Regions from separate parts of the Mus musculus genome. Here regions 1 and 2 are each linked to region 3. A link is a contact called in public promoter capture Hi-C data. All regions are on one chromosome and are shown on one strand. The core of a region is the stretch at or near the end of the contact, and the rest is flanking DNA. Distances in the headings are between cores, read along the strand shown. Region 1 holds the start of Uchl3 (ubiquitin carboxyl-terminal esterase L3 (ubiquitin thiolesterase)). Region 2 holds the start of Lmo7 (LIM domain only 7). Region 3 has its middle 58 kb from the start of Gm41233.

What was found. Promoter capture Hi-C pulls out the DNA fragments that hold promoters and counts their contacts.
Region 1: a contact with region 3 is called in a promoter capture Hi-C map of cranial neural crest, with 3 times the contacts expected there. The contact joins the promoter of Uchl3 here to the enhancer-like site in region 3. A contact is called at or near these places in 3 of 39 promoter capture datasets (the 3T3-L1 cell line, cranial neural crest and embryonic stem cells), 1 of 484 Hi-C or Micro-C datasets (myocytes), 1 of 115 datasets of contacts at active chromatin or transcription factors (large pre-B cells) and 1 of 9 other capture datasets (embryonic stem cells).
Region 2: a promoter capture Hi-C map of the 3T3-L1 cell line shows a contact between it and region 3, with 6 times the contacts expected there. The contact joins the promoter of Lmo7 here to the enhancer-like site in region 3. A contact is called at or near these places in 10 of 39 promoter capture datasets (the 3T3-L1 cell line, cranial neural crest, embryonic stem cells and 4 more).

What each region holds. Positions count from the first base shown.
Region 1 is chr14:101,652,637-101,655,498 of GRCm38.p6, reverse strand. Uchl3 (ubiquitin carboxyl-terminal esterase L3 (ubiquitin thiolesterase)) reads right to left here and starts at 1,532. Exons shown (of 9, transcript NM_016723.2): 1 at 1,394-1,532; 2 at 1,280-1,291. The coding sequence starts at 1,435.
Region 2 is chr14:101,728,655-101,731,354 of GRCm38.p6, reverse strand. It overlaps Lmo7 (LIM domain only 7), which reads right to left and starts at 1,427. Exons shown (of 31, transcript NM_201529.2): 1 at 1,130-1,427. The coding sequence starts at 1,198. It overlaps Gm9922 (predicted gene 9922), which reads left to right and starts at 1,627. Exons shown (of 2, transcript NR_168926.1): 1 at 1,627-1,843; 2 at 1,966-2,700.
Region 3 is chr14:102,510,822-102,513,829 of GRCm38.p6, reverse strand. No RefSeq gene overlaps it. Among named protein-coding and RNA genes, the nearest start is that of Gm41233, 58 kb to the left of the region's middle. Within about 2 kb of position 1,344, at least 14 of the 459 cell types and tissues checked have an H3K27ac peak or open chromatin away from gene starts, as enhancers often do.

The DNA.
Region 1 (2,862 bases), core at 283-2,782, 860 kb after region 3:
AGTCAAGGCTCCTCCCACCAGCAAATACAGAAGACCTGTGTTTAATCCCAAGGACCCACCTGAGGGACTGAGAGAACTGAATCTAGAAAGTTGTCCTCTGACCTCCACCCGAAATCAATGAAACAATAAATGAAACAAAATAAATGAAAACACTTTCAAAAATTCCAAAAGACAAAGGATGTCACCTCTAACATAAAGCCTGTGTGTTTTATACAAAGAATTTGCTAAAATGCTTTTAAAAAAACCGTTAAAAATAACAATAATAATAATAATAATTGGAGGAAGGGAGCAGGTTTTTAGGCAGCATTTCAATTCAGGCTGGGCTGGAACTCAAAATCCTCTTTACCTCAGCCTCCCACACGCTGATACTGGCAGACATGTACCACGATGTCTGGTCTCAAAAAAGCATTTTTAAACGTTGATAATAGATCTTTATCCTTCGGTTATGAGAAGAAAGATGGAAGAAAAGGAAGAAAACTATATAACAAACTAAGAGAACTGTTAAAGGTGAACTAAATCTGAGAGCAGAAAAAAAGGCTAATTAATACATATCTGTGCAAATATATATATATATATATATGCATTCCACCACCTAATTTGGGGTCTGAAAGGCATCCCAAGCCCCAACCTTCAGTATCCAAAACAAACTCCCTTTTAAGAGTAGCAGGTGGCTACGCATTGCAGGACAACCATTAAACCGGGCTTTGTGTGGTACAGGAGGCAAGGACCAGGTCCACCTTCGAAAGACGGGGAGAGAAAGGGGGCGTGGCAGGGAAGAGAAGGACCTCGATGGGGCAAGAGATGACTGAAAGGTGATTTCATTGTACAGGAGGTGGATGGAATTACCAGAACTGGGTGGGCAAGTTTACAAAGCCGGGAGTCAGGAAGTGTTGGCAAATTAGTCACCTTAGAAGGGACAGGGTCAAGGAACAGGATGGAACCCGCAACGGCAAGGAGACGAACCAAGATGGGGAAAGGCACGGGGTGGGGATACCAGGCGAGGGGCTACCAAACCTCAGACCCCGGGTGCCCCAGGCAGCGCCGGCGACGCGGGGTCCGACGGAGGGACAGAGGACGCTCGCTGCACCGGCATCTCCCCGAGCCAGGTGGTGGCCCGAGAGGGGCGGAGCCGCCCACAGCCGCAGCCTGGGGCCGCCTGCCCGCCCGGGATGAGATCCCTGGATCCTTGGGGATGCAGAGGTGAAGGCCAGCGGGGAGGCTGGCGGGGAAGGCGGGAAGGACTCCGGGGTCCGGGGTGACAGGCACCGACCGCACTCACCTGGTTGGTGACCTGAAACGAGACACAGAAGAGGGTTTAGCGACGCGCGCATGCGGGCTGGCGCCGGCCTCCCGACCCGCTCAGGCCCTGGCTGCGGAACCCGGCCGCGCTCACCTCAGGGTTGGCCTCCAGCGGCAGCCAGCGTTGACCCTCCATGACTGCTCCGCCGGCCGCTCTCCAGCTCTGACAGCCGCCACCACCGCCGCAGCCGCCGCCGCCGCCGCTTCCGCCCCCGCGCGCTCCGGCCGGCACCATCCAAACGCCGCCCCGAGGGGGAAACCAACGAATGGACTTCCACGACCCCCAAGACGCTTGATCTCTCCCTACGGAGACTCAGCCCTGGAGTTACTAATGAAGTTAAAAGGCAAATTAAACTGATAAGCCTGAGCCATGTCCTAGTTCATGAGAAAAAGAAGCTTTGATCAACGGTGAACTCCCCTCACACTTGGACTCTCCCTTCCCCCGAGCGAGCTCCCGAGTTCTACGCATGCGCCACCGGGCCGCGTGCTCGCAGGCAACCTCACCTTCTTGCAATGCCAACCAGAAGCTCTAGGGGGCGCGTCATGGATTCCTACTCTGTGAGAGTGGGACCGGTTTGCTAGCCTTAAGGCAGCCAAGCCAGAGGGGTTGACTCCTTGGAATCATGGTCTTCCTGCTCCTTTGTGAGGATACTGGAATGATATGTTGGCCTTATCTGTTATTGCACTGCCCGAGATACAGGTAATAGGTAAATGGTGGATATAGGTGATAGGTAGATAGATACTCAGTTCTGCTTGAGAAACAATATGGAGCCACTACAAAGAGGAAATCAGGCAATGTACTGTTTGGTACAAACTGAAGGACTTTAAACAGCATTTTGAAATCCATTCGCCATCCCACTAAATTTCAGGATGACAAATGTAATGATTTTGTTTGTTTGTTTGTTTGTTTGTTTGTTTTTCAGGGTTTAACTCAATGGCTAGTACATAGGAGATTTCTCAAGGGCTATTTGAGAAATGGTAGAGCACTTGTCTAGCATGCTTGAGGCCCTGGGCCCAATCTCAGTGTCACAAAGGAGAGAGAAGTGGAATAATCATGTATGCAGAAATACCATCTGTCAGTTATGTGGGGAAATGCAAAAACAGGAAAGTTGACACAAGGTAACATTTATGAAGACAGAGAAGCAGAAGATATTTCAAGGAGCAATCCTTTTGATATGTAGGAACCAAGAGTCATGGCAGGACTCCAGAAATTTGATCTGATATATATTACTATTCTGTATCGAAGAGAAGGATTTCAGGGAAAGGTTAGTTAAGAAGTGAGAAAAATATTATTATGCTGAATTTGTCCTTCTTGGGAAATTTCCAACTCTCCCACGCATGCTCTGGCTATTATTTTTATAACCCGGTGACTCTTGTAATCCCTTGACTCCTCCCTATTTGTCTGATGGCTTGATGCCATATCTGTCCAACCTCATGACTTGGTAAATCTGGCAATGCTGGGCTCATGATCGGTTAGCTGCAGTTGCCTGATCTCTTGTGGTGCTTGCTATAGTCTCAGTCTCTACTGGGGCTGTTTGGGGTGCCAGGGGAATTTTCAGACAG
Region 2 (2,700 bases), core at 178-2,677, 780 kb after region 3:
TGTGTGTGTTTGTAGGTATGTATGTGGATGTAGATTCCGATGGGGGTTGGGGTATATACTTGGAAGCCACCATTTTGGCTAAGTCACACTGAATACTTCTGCCTCAGCAGCCCTGCCTGTCCTGGAGTTGCAATGGCTTTTTTCCACGGGTGCTAGAGACCCAAAAGCAGGTCCTCAAGCTAGTGGGACCCTACATGTATTTCTTTAAAACATAAAATAAAATGACTTTTAAAGAACTAGCTTCCCCTATATTCTTAGTAGCCTAATTTGAATTTTTAGGTAGATTGAGGGGCTGCAGGCGTGATTCAGGAGTAGCCGCTCTTATCTAGCATGTCCCAGGCCCTGAATTAAATTCCCTAGCTGTTGGATAAAACAGCATGTGGCACCACTAACTCCAAAATGACGTCAGGGTTGGTGTGGGCAACAATTTTATAACCATCAGTTATTCTGAGTCCCACTTTGGGAAGGATTCTTTTGACCCATCCGGAAAGTCACCTCATAAGTCTAGAGTTGTAACTCGGTACTAGAGCCCAGGTGTGGGGTGCCTTGAGTTCATTCACAAGCACAACCCACCTAGGTGGTCAGCAACGGAATAAAACAGGCTAGTCCGAAGGCGACCATGTAGAGACTATCTCTCCTTCGTGACAATAAAAGGAACAGAAGATCTTGTCTGTGAGGCACAGCTGGAAGAATAACAAGCCGTCTGTAAAGGAGCTTAGGATATTTTAGTTTCTCAACTGGAGAGGAAGAGAGCGGGAGAGGGAAGGATGGCAGCCCCCCAACTCTCTAGGCTCACACCCCGTGCTGAATACACTGGCTACCCAGGTGCGTGATAAGCAACTGCATCCCGAAGAAATGCGCCCGAGGTCCCCAGCCTAGCTCTGTGCCCCGCTTTTTGGGAAGTGCGATACCCAAACCTGGTGGACAAGCGCTGGGAGATCTGCAAGAAAGTCTGAGGAGGGCTAGGCATCAGAAGACTAGAGAGGGAAATTTTGCACTGTACCCAAAACTGCCTCTTTACTCAGCCTAGGTCACCGGACGGACGTAAGCTCAGATTGGTGGGAAACCCAAGAAGACTCAGGCACGGAAAGTGTAAATTCATCTGTAAAGAACTGGAAAAGACACTCACCTCCACCCATCTCTGAGCCTCTGCGAATGCAACAGAGCAATCGGCCTCGGCGTCCTCCATCCCTTCCATGTCTAGGGCAAGAGAGGGAGAGGAGCAGCTCAGTGGGTGCGCGCCGGGACCCAGAGCTCCCACGCCACGCGTCCCCCGCCCTTTGTAGCGACGTGCAGTTTGAGTTCAGGAACCTAGAAGAATTTGCAGGAGTTGCTTTCTCCAAACTCTAGAAATCGGCTCAAGTTCAGCCTGACTGGAGCAGGAGGAGGTGAAGAGGCAACTGGAAGCGGTGTGCAGAAGGAGCCGGGACTCCTGGGAACTTCAAAAGTCGCAAGCGCTGTCACCGCCCTCGACAGTAGCCCCGCCCCGGCCCACCCCCTACGGGCCGGTCCCAGCTTCCGTCCTTGCCCCTCGCCAGGGTCCTTGCAGCCACCTCTCTGGTCAGAATTATCTGGGCGGGGAGATGCGCCCCAGCCGGCATCCTTCCCGCCTCTACCCGCCTTCCCAGTCCCGGGCTCTCTCGGGAGGCGGCGCCCCTTCTGCCTGCGGCCTGACATACCAGGAATAGCTGCACACAATTGCACCTTTCCGGGCCAAGAAACTTCCCCCGCGGGGACGCGGAGCCACCAGGCCTCCACGCCACTACCCTCCGGCTCCACGGAGCTCGCTGACCGGTCCCAGATGCTGCGCGGTCCCCGCTACTGCCCCGGCTTCCGGCCGCAGGTGAGGGTACCGGCCTGGGCACTGGCGGCTGGTCCCCTAGTCTGGGCTGGCGTCGCTCCTCCCCCGATCGCAGGTGGGTCCGTGGGGAAGACCTGTGGCTTCATTTCCCCTCTCGCCTCAAGGGTACGGTGAACCGAAGGAACTTGGCTTTTCTCCCACCTCTCCTGCCTGCTTGGCCCAGTTCTGGACATTGGCCCGCCCTCCCCCGGAGAATCAAAACCTGTACCCTTCGTGGTGTGGCAAAGGTGACTGGTTATTCAGAGTGAGCAGAGAGTTTGAGTAAGTGCTCGGGGCCTGGCCAGCAAAGTGCACAGGTGGTCCAATGCCCCGCGATCTCTCCAAGGAAACTCTGGGGACTCTCTGGGCTCCAACCAGGGTACTTGACCTATGGAAGAAGATAAGATCAGCCCTTCTTTTCTGGAGGAGACGCAACATTTCATTCTTTTTTTCTTTTCTTTTTTTTTTCTTTTTTTTCTTTGTGTGTGTGTGTGTGTGTGTGTGTGATTAAAGAAATTTTCAAACGTATGGCAGAGAATCTTGTCTACGGAAACAGCCTAGCTTCTGTTTAATGATCATTAGCACTTGGGCTTATCTCACTATAGAGAGGTTTAAAGTAGGATACATTTCAGCTCTAAATATCCCAGGATACAGTTCATCTTTAACGAACACTATCCTGCAATATCATAGACCATTTTCACATGTAACTAAATAAAGCCAATAAAATTGCTAATCAACCGGGCTCGGATTTCCCTAGGATGCCAAAGCGTCCTTTGCAGCTGACTTACCTAGACCTCGAGGCAATCAGAGAATCTGCATTCCGTTTGATTGCGGATTTTTTACCCTAGAAGGGCCTCCTC
Region 3 (3,008 bases), core at 95-2,594:
AAGAACTTTGGTGAATAGATAATATTGGAGAATAGCACAGAGATTTATAACATTTGGTCTTGGGGAGATTTTACATAATAGGGAATTAGCAGAGTAACACAAAATTGGCCTACATTAGATGCAAGAAACTAATTTATTCAGTATATTCTGTGTAATTAACTTACATACTTAATAAATACTTGAACATTTACTGTGTATAAATCATTATATTTAGGGATGTAAGTTTTAAAAGTTAATTCTAGTGAGAACATAGATCTGAGCCTAGTAATCAAGATTAAACATATTACTTTTTTTTTAAGAGCAGGAGAGAAAAAAGATTGGTGAACTCTATTTAATTAGTGTTATCTCTGGAAGTTAGTTTTTTTGTGTAACCACCATAGATTAAAAAATTGTTTTAGCTAGAGTTTGACAAATAAAGGCAAGTATTTGTACAACCAAAATTGTTCCCAGAATTAAGATTATAAAAGCAAACAAGGGCACATTTCTTTATTACAGTAAAATCTAGGGTTCTAGAAATAATATTTAATTTCATGTGTAGATAGAATTGACTGTCTTTAAGGTATGCTATCAACAGTCATTCAATTGATAATGCTTATCACTAGTTATGTCCCAGGCACGGTTTCCATGCTGGAGATTGAAAAATTAAACCAATTGTACATCACCACATTGCTCATTAGACTAATTAAGGTAATATAAAAGTGAGTAGTTGCCATTTCCAGTATGGCCTGATCAAGACATAAAAGTCAGTAACTGAGAGGTTAATGAATAGTTCCCAAACCATGTGTTTCTCAGATTGGATGGAAAGTGTTTAAAGATTTATCACGAAGACAGTAAAAGTAGGACTCGTCTTGGATCCAGAGTAACTATGAGAGGCCAGAACATATTAAGCAGAAGGATTTACAAAGTTAGCTACTGATGAATAACAATTTGAAGTCCAGAGACATAGCCCAGTGGTTGAGAGCCTTTATTGCCCTTGTAAAGGACGTAAATGTGATTCCAAGCATCTCTATCTGGTGACTCACAGCTGCCTGAATCCCCAGGAGATCTGATGTCTTTTTCTGTGTTTTGCCCATAACTCTGCATGATGTTGTTCTCCTTTATATATACATATAATTAAGAACAAGCAAACAAAACCCCCCAAATCTTTTTAAAAAAAAAAAAGACAACTTCAGGCTTGAAAATGAAATGTTAGCAACATTCAGAAGATAAGAATAACAGCTCATCCATTTGGTGTCTAGAAGATCTTGATGGTGAGCATCTGACCATCAGAAACTCCCTGGTTCTTGTCTGTGTTAGTACCAGTCATCCTATTCCTGGCTTCAACTCAAATCAATTATTTTTATTATCTCTGTATGTTATACAAGGTGTAGACATTTTAATTCCTACTAGTCACAGATCTTAAGACTTCTAAGAAGTATGAAGAGCAGTTTTTAATTCTCCCAAACTTTTAGAACTTTTAAAAAGGGCAATAAAATAAATTGAATTTTCCATCTCCTGGAGACGTTTGAGTGTCAAAAGCACCCCCTTGTAGCCCAAGGTTGTACATCATAACTCCTCAGATTTCACAACAGTTTATTACAGTGAAAAAAAACCCACCCACCTGGCCCTGAGTACATATCCAATTTATGAGCATCCGAAGAAGACAGATTCAGATACATTAAAATGTGGTTTCTGCATTGATCGTGATATGCAGCCACATAAAAAACAATGCACAGAACACCTTTACTACCCAACAGCTGTGGGGGAATCGTTGAGTAGAAATTATCCCAGCTTGGGAACATTAGATTAGACATGAACACAAATTATAGGTATTAATTTATTTGGGAAAAGTTGAACATTTAAGAAGGCCATTTCGCCAGTGGAAACAAAGATGAGAAACTGTCAAATGGATCTGAGTTGTGCAGAATTCTGCCTGGCTTCCAGGAACAGAATTGGAAACAGATGTCCTCCTAGAATGTGAACATGATCTTATTACCAGACGTTTCTTTAAATGAAACCCTCAGAAACAAAATGGTTCTTTAGTGGACGCTCAGTCAAAGGCAAAGAAATAATAGATAAGTTGAGAAATATGTCATAGTCTTTGAATTTCATAAGTAGATCATGGCAATTTAGAGGCCATTTTCTGGAATGCTTCAAAAAACTTGATTCAAATATAACTCTTCTTTCTTCGTGGACATTATTATAAATGAGAAAACATATTTAATGGAAATACTAGAGCCTATAAAGCAGTCCTAAATTTTCCTCTTTTTTATAATTTATCTTTTTAATTAGGTATTTTCTTCATTTACATTTCCAATGCTATTCCAAAAGTCCCCCACATGCTCCCCCCCACCCCGCACTCCCCTACCAACCCACTCCCACTACTTGGCTCTGGCGTTCCCCTGTACTGAGGCATATAAAGTTTGCAAGACCAAGGGGCCTCTCTTTCCAGTGATGGCCGACTAGGTCATCTTTTGATACATATGCAGCTAGAGTCAAGAGCTAGCTCCGGGGTACTGGTTAGTTCATATTATTGTTCCACCTATAGGGTTGCAGATCACTTTAGCTCTTTGGGTACTTTCTCTAGCTCTCCATTGGGGGCCCTGTGATCCATCCATTAGCTGACTGTGAGCACCCACTTCTGTGTTTGCTAGGCCCCGGCATAGTCTCACAAGAGACAACTATATCAGGGTCCTTTCAGCAAAATCTTGCTAGTGTATGCAATGGTGTCAGTGTTTGGAGGCTGATTTCAGGCTTTAGTGCGTTTAATTTGGGCTAAGCAGAGGCAGCACCCACATATTTGTAGTTAAAGAATTTTAAGAATCAAATGGTGTGTTCTAAAGATGGGGAAATTACTGCCATTGATATAAAATCAACAAACTTCATCTGAACTGTTTTTAAATGATCTCCATAACTCTTGTTTTAAAATTCTGGCATGAGTGAGAGGTACTTTTCACTTGTTCCATGTTTCTGATTTTTTTTTTTTAATTAGCTGCAGTTCCATGTATGTTTGGTTAATTATTAGGGAA